2 separate regions of the Arachis hypogaea genome follow, and region 1 is linked to region 2. The links are chromatin contacts, called in public Hi-C maps. All regions are on one chromosome and are shown on one strand. Each heading gives the region's core, a stretch centred on a gene start, on an enhancer-like site or on the middle of the called end of the contact. The rest is flanking DNA. Distances are from core to core; before and after follow the strand shown.

Region 1 (4,012 bases), core at 888-3,387, 48 kb before region 2:
GAAAAGAATCCCATATGTTCTTACATATTAGATTTTAAATGAAAACTCCAATACTAGTTCCTCTAATCTGCCTTGCTTATTTTAACTCTGGTTTGATATAACTCTGCTAGCTTATAACATCATAGGGGACAACTTGCTGTAAGCCAATTCCCCTCTAAATCTAATATTGAAATTCAAAAAATTAAGTTTTGTACTTTTTACATATTTAATCATAAATCACTCACTGTATGCGTTCTCATCTTCTTTCTTCCACTTATTTTGTATGTTGTTTACATTTGTCACCGCTGATGTGTGCCTCCCCGCTCCCTATCACGTAGCTTTGCACTCCTCCATCGTGCCACTTGCCGTCCTCCATCGCGTCTCACCTTCCGCCATTATCGTTCTTCTTTTTTTCGATGTAATTTAGATTTTTTATATAATTTTAATTTTTTTATATTGCGGATGTTTTTTCGTCTTTTAGTAGAAAATGTACTAGGGTTTAGAATGCGGATGTTTCTTTTATAAAGAAATAAACATCCAATTACAAAAAAAGAAACATCCACAGTTTCTTGAAAATGTATTTAATATGATTTGAATGTTTTTTCATGTAATTTGGATGTCTTGTTTGATATAATTTGGATCTTTTTGGTATTTTTTTTTATAAAGAAAGAAACATCCACCACCCCTTAAAATTGAATTTAATGTAATTTGAATTTTTTTGATGTGATTTATATTTTTTTTATGTAATTTAGATGTTTTATTCGATATAAGTTAGATTTTTTTGATATATTTTGGATGTTTTTTCGTTTCTTAATAAAAAAATGTAATGGAATTTAGAATGCGAATATTTTTTTCACAAAGAAAAAAACATCTACAATAACTTGAGAATCAATTTTTAAGTCATAAATTCTAACAAAATAATATCTAATATTTACAAAATGAAACATATAATTATTAAGAAAGAAACAAGTACAATTCGAGAATAAATTTTTAATTAATAATTGCTAACAAATAAAAAAAATTCAATTTTTATAGAATGAAATATTTAATTACTAAAAAAGAAAGATTTACAGCCTCTTATTTTTTTTTATGGGTCTTGGGATGCATGTTAAGAGTTGACTGAAGATGATTAGTCTTATAAATTATCTAACGAAATTGATGCGTAAAAGATTTATATCAAGGTGAAAATTCAGATGAAGTCGACTTCACCTGAATTTCCACCTTATATCAATGCGGCACCAACATGGTCCGAGTCTTCCCATACATGGCAATTTCCAGGTAAGCTTCTTTCTTGGATTATGATAGCCTTCTTTAAAAGAGGGTTATTGGATTAGTATTTCCGAAATGGTATTTGCTGTGGTTTAGGAACGGATCTAAAAATAAGGAAGAACCAAAAATTAAAATATTATATAATTAATTATAATATTATATATTTAATAATATATATAATCAACCAATAAATAATAACTCAAATAGTATAATTTTTTCATACTTAATTAAGAGGTTGCGAGTTCATATCTTTAGTAAAAAAATATATATATAATCATGATTAATAATTAAAAAATATTAATAAGTATTTGTTATATAAAAAGATTATCTTAGTTTTTATATTTTTTATTTTAGATTCGATAAAACGTAAAAATTATCTAATTTTTTAATTAATTTATTTTGTTAAGTATTATTGTGACAGTAAATTATATTTTTATATTTTATATCATAAAAAAATATGCTATAAAATAATATAAATAAATTATTTTAATATATTTATTATATGTATTTAAAATATATTCTTTGAATAAAATATATAAAATATAATCGTTTTAATAAATTTACTTAATACATTATAAATTTAATATCATGAAATAAATAAATAAATTTTAAAATAATTTACTTTTATGTACTAAAAAATATATATTAATTTTTATAAATTATATTTATACTTTTTTCTATAAACCGAAACCAGCTTGTGTGAGTTGTGTCCTGCTAGTCATCTGATTTTTTTTTTTCTAGACATAGCTGATTTGAGTTTTTTTTTTTTAGTGAATTGATTGGACAAAAATCAATTTTAAGTTACACACATATGATATTTTTTTTTTATCAAATTTACACTAAATGAGGCACGAATTTAAGACCTTTTAATAAGAAAGAGGAACATATACCCTAAACATATACCACTTGAACTAAAGTTTATTGGCTAACTGATTTTATTTTTTTTTGGTCAAGTGATTTGAGTTTGAAAGAAGCAACAACCAAGGTTCGGAAGTTGCAGGTGAAAAGAAAAGCCCAAGTCCAATTTTAAGATATAAATCATTCATATCTGATTATCTGAATCATATTCATAGTTTTTTTTTCTTCCGGCCCAAAATGCATGCATTTTATATCTAAAAATATTTTTCTAAAGAAAGTTATTATTCAAAAACAGAAATTATAAGACAAAATAGATAAATAACTACTTTTGTTAAGAGTAATTCTTCACATATAAGTGATTTTCTATACAAGTCATACAAGTCATTTATAAATATGTCGTTTTACGTTTTTTTTTTGCCTCTTTTTCTTCTTCTTCTTCTTCTTCTTCTTTCTCTGTGTCTCTTTTTCTTCTCTTCCTCCTTCTTTTTTTTATTGAAATTTCTTCTCCTCTTTTCGTTTTCTCTTTCTCCTTCATCAAAATCACCAGAAAAAACGAAGAAACATTATTCAAGGTACGTTTCTTGCCTTCTCTTTCTCCTTCTTCTTCTTCTTCTTGCTACACGTTCTTCTTCCTCTTTCTGTACTTCTTCTTCATTTACGTGCTTTTCTCTTTGTTTTCTTTCTTCGTTATTCTCGGTTTCCATTGTTTTTTGACATCAAGCTCTGAAATCGTTTTTGAAGAAGAAGCAGCAGCAGAAGATGAGGAGGAAAAAGAGAAAGAGTTCTGAATTATGCATAAGGTTTACTTCAACGAATTTTGGGTGTATTTCTTAAATTTTTTGGGTGTATTTCGTAATCCTTTGGGTGTATTTCTATAATTTTTTGGGTGTATTGATTTCAAGAAGAAATATACTGTCTCTCCCTATATTGGGTGTATTTCTTAAATCCTTTGGGTGTATTTCTATAATCGTTTGGTTTATTTCTGTAACTGTTTGGGTGTATTTCTGTAATCCTTTGGATGTATTTCTATAATCGTTTGGGTGTATTTTTGTAATCGTTCGGGTGTATTTCTGAAATTCCATCATTTTCAAAACAATTTCAAAACTTAATTTCAGAAACCATGAAAATAAAAAAAAATAGAAGGAGATCGAAGGCAAAGAGATAACGCTTTTCCATACAAATCATACAAGTCATTTATATTCACGTTTCTTCTTCTTCTTCTTCTTCTGTAACGCACGTGTTAGACCCAACTTGTAAAATTTGTAAACAAAAATGATTTGTATGTGTAGCTCTGTTAATTGAGTATGTTTAGGAATATAAATTAGACACTAGTTATTTCTTGAATTTTATATAGTAATATTAATAATAACAATGATAATTTTTTTAATTCGACAAGCCAAAAATTAATCTGTCACAAACTTAAATTTTATTTAAAGATTTATTATTAACTAATAAATTACTACATAGTATATACAAGACAAAATTTGAACTCTTAATTTTTGTTTAAGCCAAATAAATTAACTATTTGACGAACTTAAATTAGTTACGATGACAACAATCATTATTATTATTATTATTATTATTATTATTATTATGGACGTATTCTAAAAAAAATTATTATTGTACCGCTGGAGTACAGTATAGACGTTAACATCGCTACTTTCCTTTGACAGGAATGTTAAACTAAGATACTACGATTAAATCATAAAGAAAAAACAATACGAGATGATGAAACTTAAAAACATAACAATATTCTGGGAATTTTTATTAATTTTTATTAATTAATTTCTTTTCCTTTTTATATTGAAGTCAGTTGAGTTATATTCCAAGTACAATAAACTAGAAAAGAATCAACCCGTGAACTATGGTCCCAGGATCATTTGTGATTTGTCACTTTCAGTCACAG
Region 2 (3,824 bases), core at 605-3,104:
ATCTCTCTAACCACTTCCAGGAGTCATATCTTAACCTCCCTAAGATAAAGGGACGGTTATCACCCTAAAAGGGTGGCACTACTTCAGCGGTGGTTATTGGCTCACCACTATAAATACACTGACACTCTTCAGGTATCTCTAAGTTCCAATACATTCTAGACCTGCTCACACCCTTGCTAACTTAGGCATCGGAGTGTCTTTGCAGGTACCACCCCCCATTCACTCACGTACACAAGTCGGAAGGAGGTTTAGGCGCACAAACTGCTCGGAAGCCACCCTCCGCTAACGATCGGACCGGCCAATACAGTCCGGTCCATTAATCTCCGGTTACCCATCGTAACAACATTCTTTTAAAATAAAATTAAAATTAAGCCTAAGGATGATGGACCACTTCGTTGTGACATGGGAGGTAAACAAATAGAGAGGAAGGAACACATAAGAGATATGATAAGCGATAACATAGTAATGGATGCCAGGCCACAGCATCCCAAGCTTCAGTGAGATACACAACAAAAAAGTACATATTTTAATGCTGAATAGAATATACATTAAATGTTGGGAACTTGAATGACCTGTAATGAAGAAATTTAGTAACTGCCAAACCAATAGAAAAAGCTTAAACAATACCTTACAATACTAATTGGGCTAACTGCTTGAGTAGCGGAAAAAATGGTCTTCATATTCATATTCATTTTAGTATACATTGAATTATGTTGATCTAAATTTTAATGAATTAAAAATAGTCCATATCAGTAATAAATACAAGTCTATTTTTTCTAATAAACGAGTAATTGGACTCGTCAATAAACTAATTTAACCGACATTATCTATAGAAATTATTTTAACATTAAAATTTAGAGTAAAAAATGTTTTTTTATTCTTAATATTTATAATTTTTTTTAAAATATTTCTAACGTTTAGTTTTTTTATTTTTGTTTTTAACATTTTTTATCCATGTTAAAATTATTCTTAAGTGTTAATTCTATGTAAAATATTAAGAATAAAATTAAAAACTTTTAAGATAGTTTTGACACAAATAAAAAATATTAAAAATAAAATTAAATGAATTGAAAATGTTAAAAGATAAAATTAAATAAAATTAAATATTAAAAATATTTTAAAAAATCATAAACATGAAAAACAAAAAATAAACTTAAATCTAAAATGTATTATTATTAAAATGAGTTAAGTTTAGTCTTTGAAATTGACCAATTTTAATTATGTATATTATATTTCTAAAATTGATAAAAATATATTACGTTAGTTTTAATAGTGAAATAAGTCACTTAATAAGAAAAGGAACTGAAAAATTAATATAGTGTATTTTTATGACTAAATTTTTAAAATGGTTGTTCAGATTTATTGTTTTTATTATTCTAGTCTTTTAAATTTAAAATTATCTAGATTGGTCTCGAAGATTTAATTTTGGATACCATTATATTTTTTTAGTATAAACTAAGTGATGAATTGACTCTAATTTATTATATTGAACAATAATTAAACAACGTTGTTTTATTTTGATATTTAAACACAACTAAAATGAGAAGAAAAAGAAGAATTTATATAAGGTATAAATTATTATATCTTTTTTCATGCTCTAAAATTATTTTATTTTTGCTCTTTTTAAAAGTTAAAACGAAAATATACTATTTAATTATGTGTTTAATATGACAAGTCAGAATTAGTTCAACATCTTATTTGTTGACTCAATATTAAAAAAATACAGAAATCTATATATATAGTACTTAAAATTAGACCAATATAAAAAAATTTAAATCTAAAAAACTAAAGAATAAAAATCGTAAATTTCAAAAATCAGTATAAAAGTTTAGTCGTTTGTCCATATTAAAGATATAATTGGTACAGTTAAAATCTTTAAAACTATTTTAAAGTGTGCTGCCAACATGAGAGAATATGACAAACAGCTTTAGTGTTTAATCAATACAATTCACACTTGAATATAGAAGATTAAGGTGAACCTTAACAAGAAAAATAATGTCTTTTGGGGTTTCCCTTCATTGTTCATGATAAGGGATAACACTCGGACACAACTTGGTATCATGCCCATGGAGGATCAGAAAGAGAAACCATAGTGAAACAGAAAATAGCTACACAGTTTTTCTGCTGAAGATGGCAAAACCAGTTTCCAATTCCAATTCCCACTCACACCTAATTCCATTACTCATTTTGATCCTGTTCTTTTCCACCACCTTCCATCTCTCAGAGCAGTTACAATTTTCTCAGACCCAAACACTTCAAAACTTCCAGAACCTTCTCGGCTACCCCCAAGAACTTTTAACCCTCAACACCAACACAGACTTCTGCAACATTGAACCAACCCCACACTTCACACTCGTTTGCTATGAAGAAAATCTCACACAGCTGCATGTTGTTGGCAACGGTTTCAGTCCCAACGCATTGCCACAGAACTTCTCGTCACAAACACTATTCGCCACACTCGCCACACTCTCAAGCTTAAAAGTCCTCACTCTCGTTTCTCTTGGTCTCTGGGGTCCAATACCTCCAACCATTTCTCAGTTATCTTCTCTTGAAATACTCAACATAAGTTCAAACCATTTCAGTGGTGTTGTTCCGTCACAGATTTCACTTCTCAAGAACCTTCAATCACTGGTTCTTGATAACAACCTTTTACAAGGCGTTATTCCAAGCGAAATAGGGACTCTTCAAGGCTTGGCTGTGCTTAGTATGAAGAACAATTCGCTCAGTGGAACCGTTCCAGATTCAGTTAGAACATTACAAACTCTGCGAGTTTTGGATTTGTCAAATAACAAAATCTCAGGGGATTTACCTAGCCTTCGCCATCTGTCGAACCTTCAAGATCTTAACCTGGAGAACAACAAATTCGGGCCTCATTTTCCATCTCTTCCAACTAAATTGGTTTCGCTTGTTCTAAAGAATAACAGCTTTAAGCTTGGTCTTCCTTCGGGTTTATCCACTTTCTACCAGCTTCAGAAACTCGACGTTTCGCTTAATGGTTTCGTTGGGCCGTTCTTGCCTGCATTGTTATCTCTTCCTTCTCTTAGTTACCTTGATGCTTCCTCAAACAAGTTCACCGGAATGCTGTTCAAGAACGACACGTGTAATGATGAGCTCGTTTTCGTGAACTTGTCTTCGAATCTGTTGAGAGGGGAACTTCCCACATGTTTGAAACCAGTGGCCAATAAGCCGGTCGCTCTATACGCCGGGAATTGTTTATCGAACGACGACGGCCGGAATCAGAACCCTGCCAGCTTCTGCAGCAACGAGGCTATTGCTGTTAAAATCATGCCTCCTCAAGAGAATCACAAGAGGACAACCGGAAAAACGGTTCTCGTGTCCAGTATGGGAGGGATAGTTGGTGGAGCATTGATTGTTGGAGTGGTTATTTTGGTAGTTAGCCGGGTTCATAAGAAGGGTAGTGTTGTAAAAACACCTGTGAAACCGACCTTGGAGATTGTTATCAGCCAGGCGAAAAAGGAAGAGGAAGACGAAGACAAAGAGGAAGAAGAAAAGGAAAAGGAAAAGGAAGGCATGGTAGCTGCTTCTTCAAGATCCTTGTCCATATCCGTGTTGCAGCGGATTATGAAAAGGGTGCCGGATAAGGGCGCTGTGGAGTCGTTTACAAGGTCCATGAAGGAGCATGTCATGAACAGAATGCATAACAAAAATGGTGTGAGGACAAGTACAAGGTCTATAATAGAACATGCATCTTCAGTCAACACAGCAAAGCTGCTCACAGATGCAAGTAAATCCACAAATCCTTTCAGTTCTTTCTTGCTGTATAAGTTTAACACTCTACAAAATAGGATTATTAATTATTGTTA

Evidence for each region. Hi-C and Micro-C count contacts between places; a contact is called where the count stands out from the background.
Region 1: a Hi-C map of leaf shows a contact between it and region 2, with 3 times the contacts expected there. The contact joins the enhancer-like site here to the promoter of LOC112707552 in region 2. A contact is called at or near these places in 4 of 8 Hi-C or Micro-C datasets (leaf and an unstated tissue).

The regions. Positions count from the first base shown.
Region 1 is chr8:42,139,121-42,143,132 of arahy.Tifrunner.gnm2.J5K5, reverse strand. LOC112707554 (phospholipid-transporting ATPase 1) reads left to right here. Exons shown (of 7, transcript XM_025759323.3): 7 at 1-39. Among protein-coding and RNA genes, the nearest start is that of LOC112707554, 9.5 kb to the left of the region's middle. Within about 2 kb of position 2,137, at least 3 of the 3 cell types and tissues checked have open chromatin away from gene starts, as enhancers often do.
Region 2 is chr8:42,090,617-42,094,440 of arahy.Tifrunner.gnm2.J5K5, reverse strand. It overlaps LOC112707552 (probable inactive leucine-rich repeat receptor-like protein kinase At3g03770), which reads left to right and starts at 1,854. Exons shown (of 7, transcript XM_025759316.3): 1 at 1,854-3,745. The coding sequence starts at 2,131.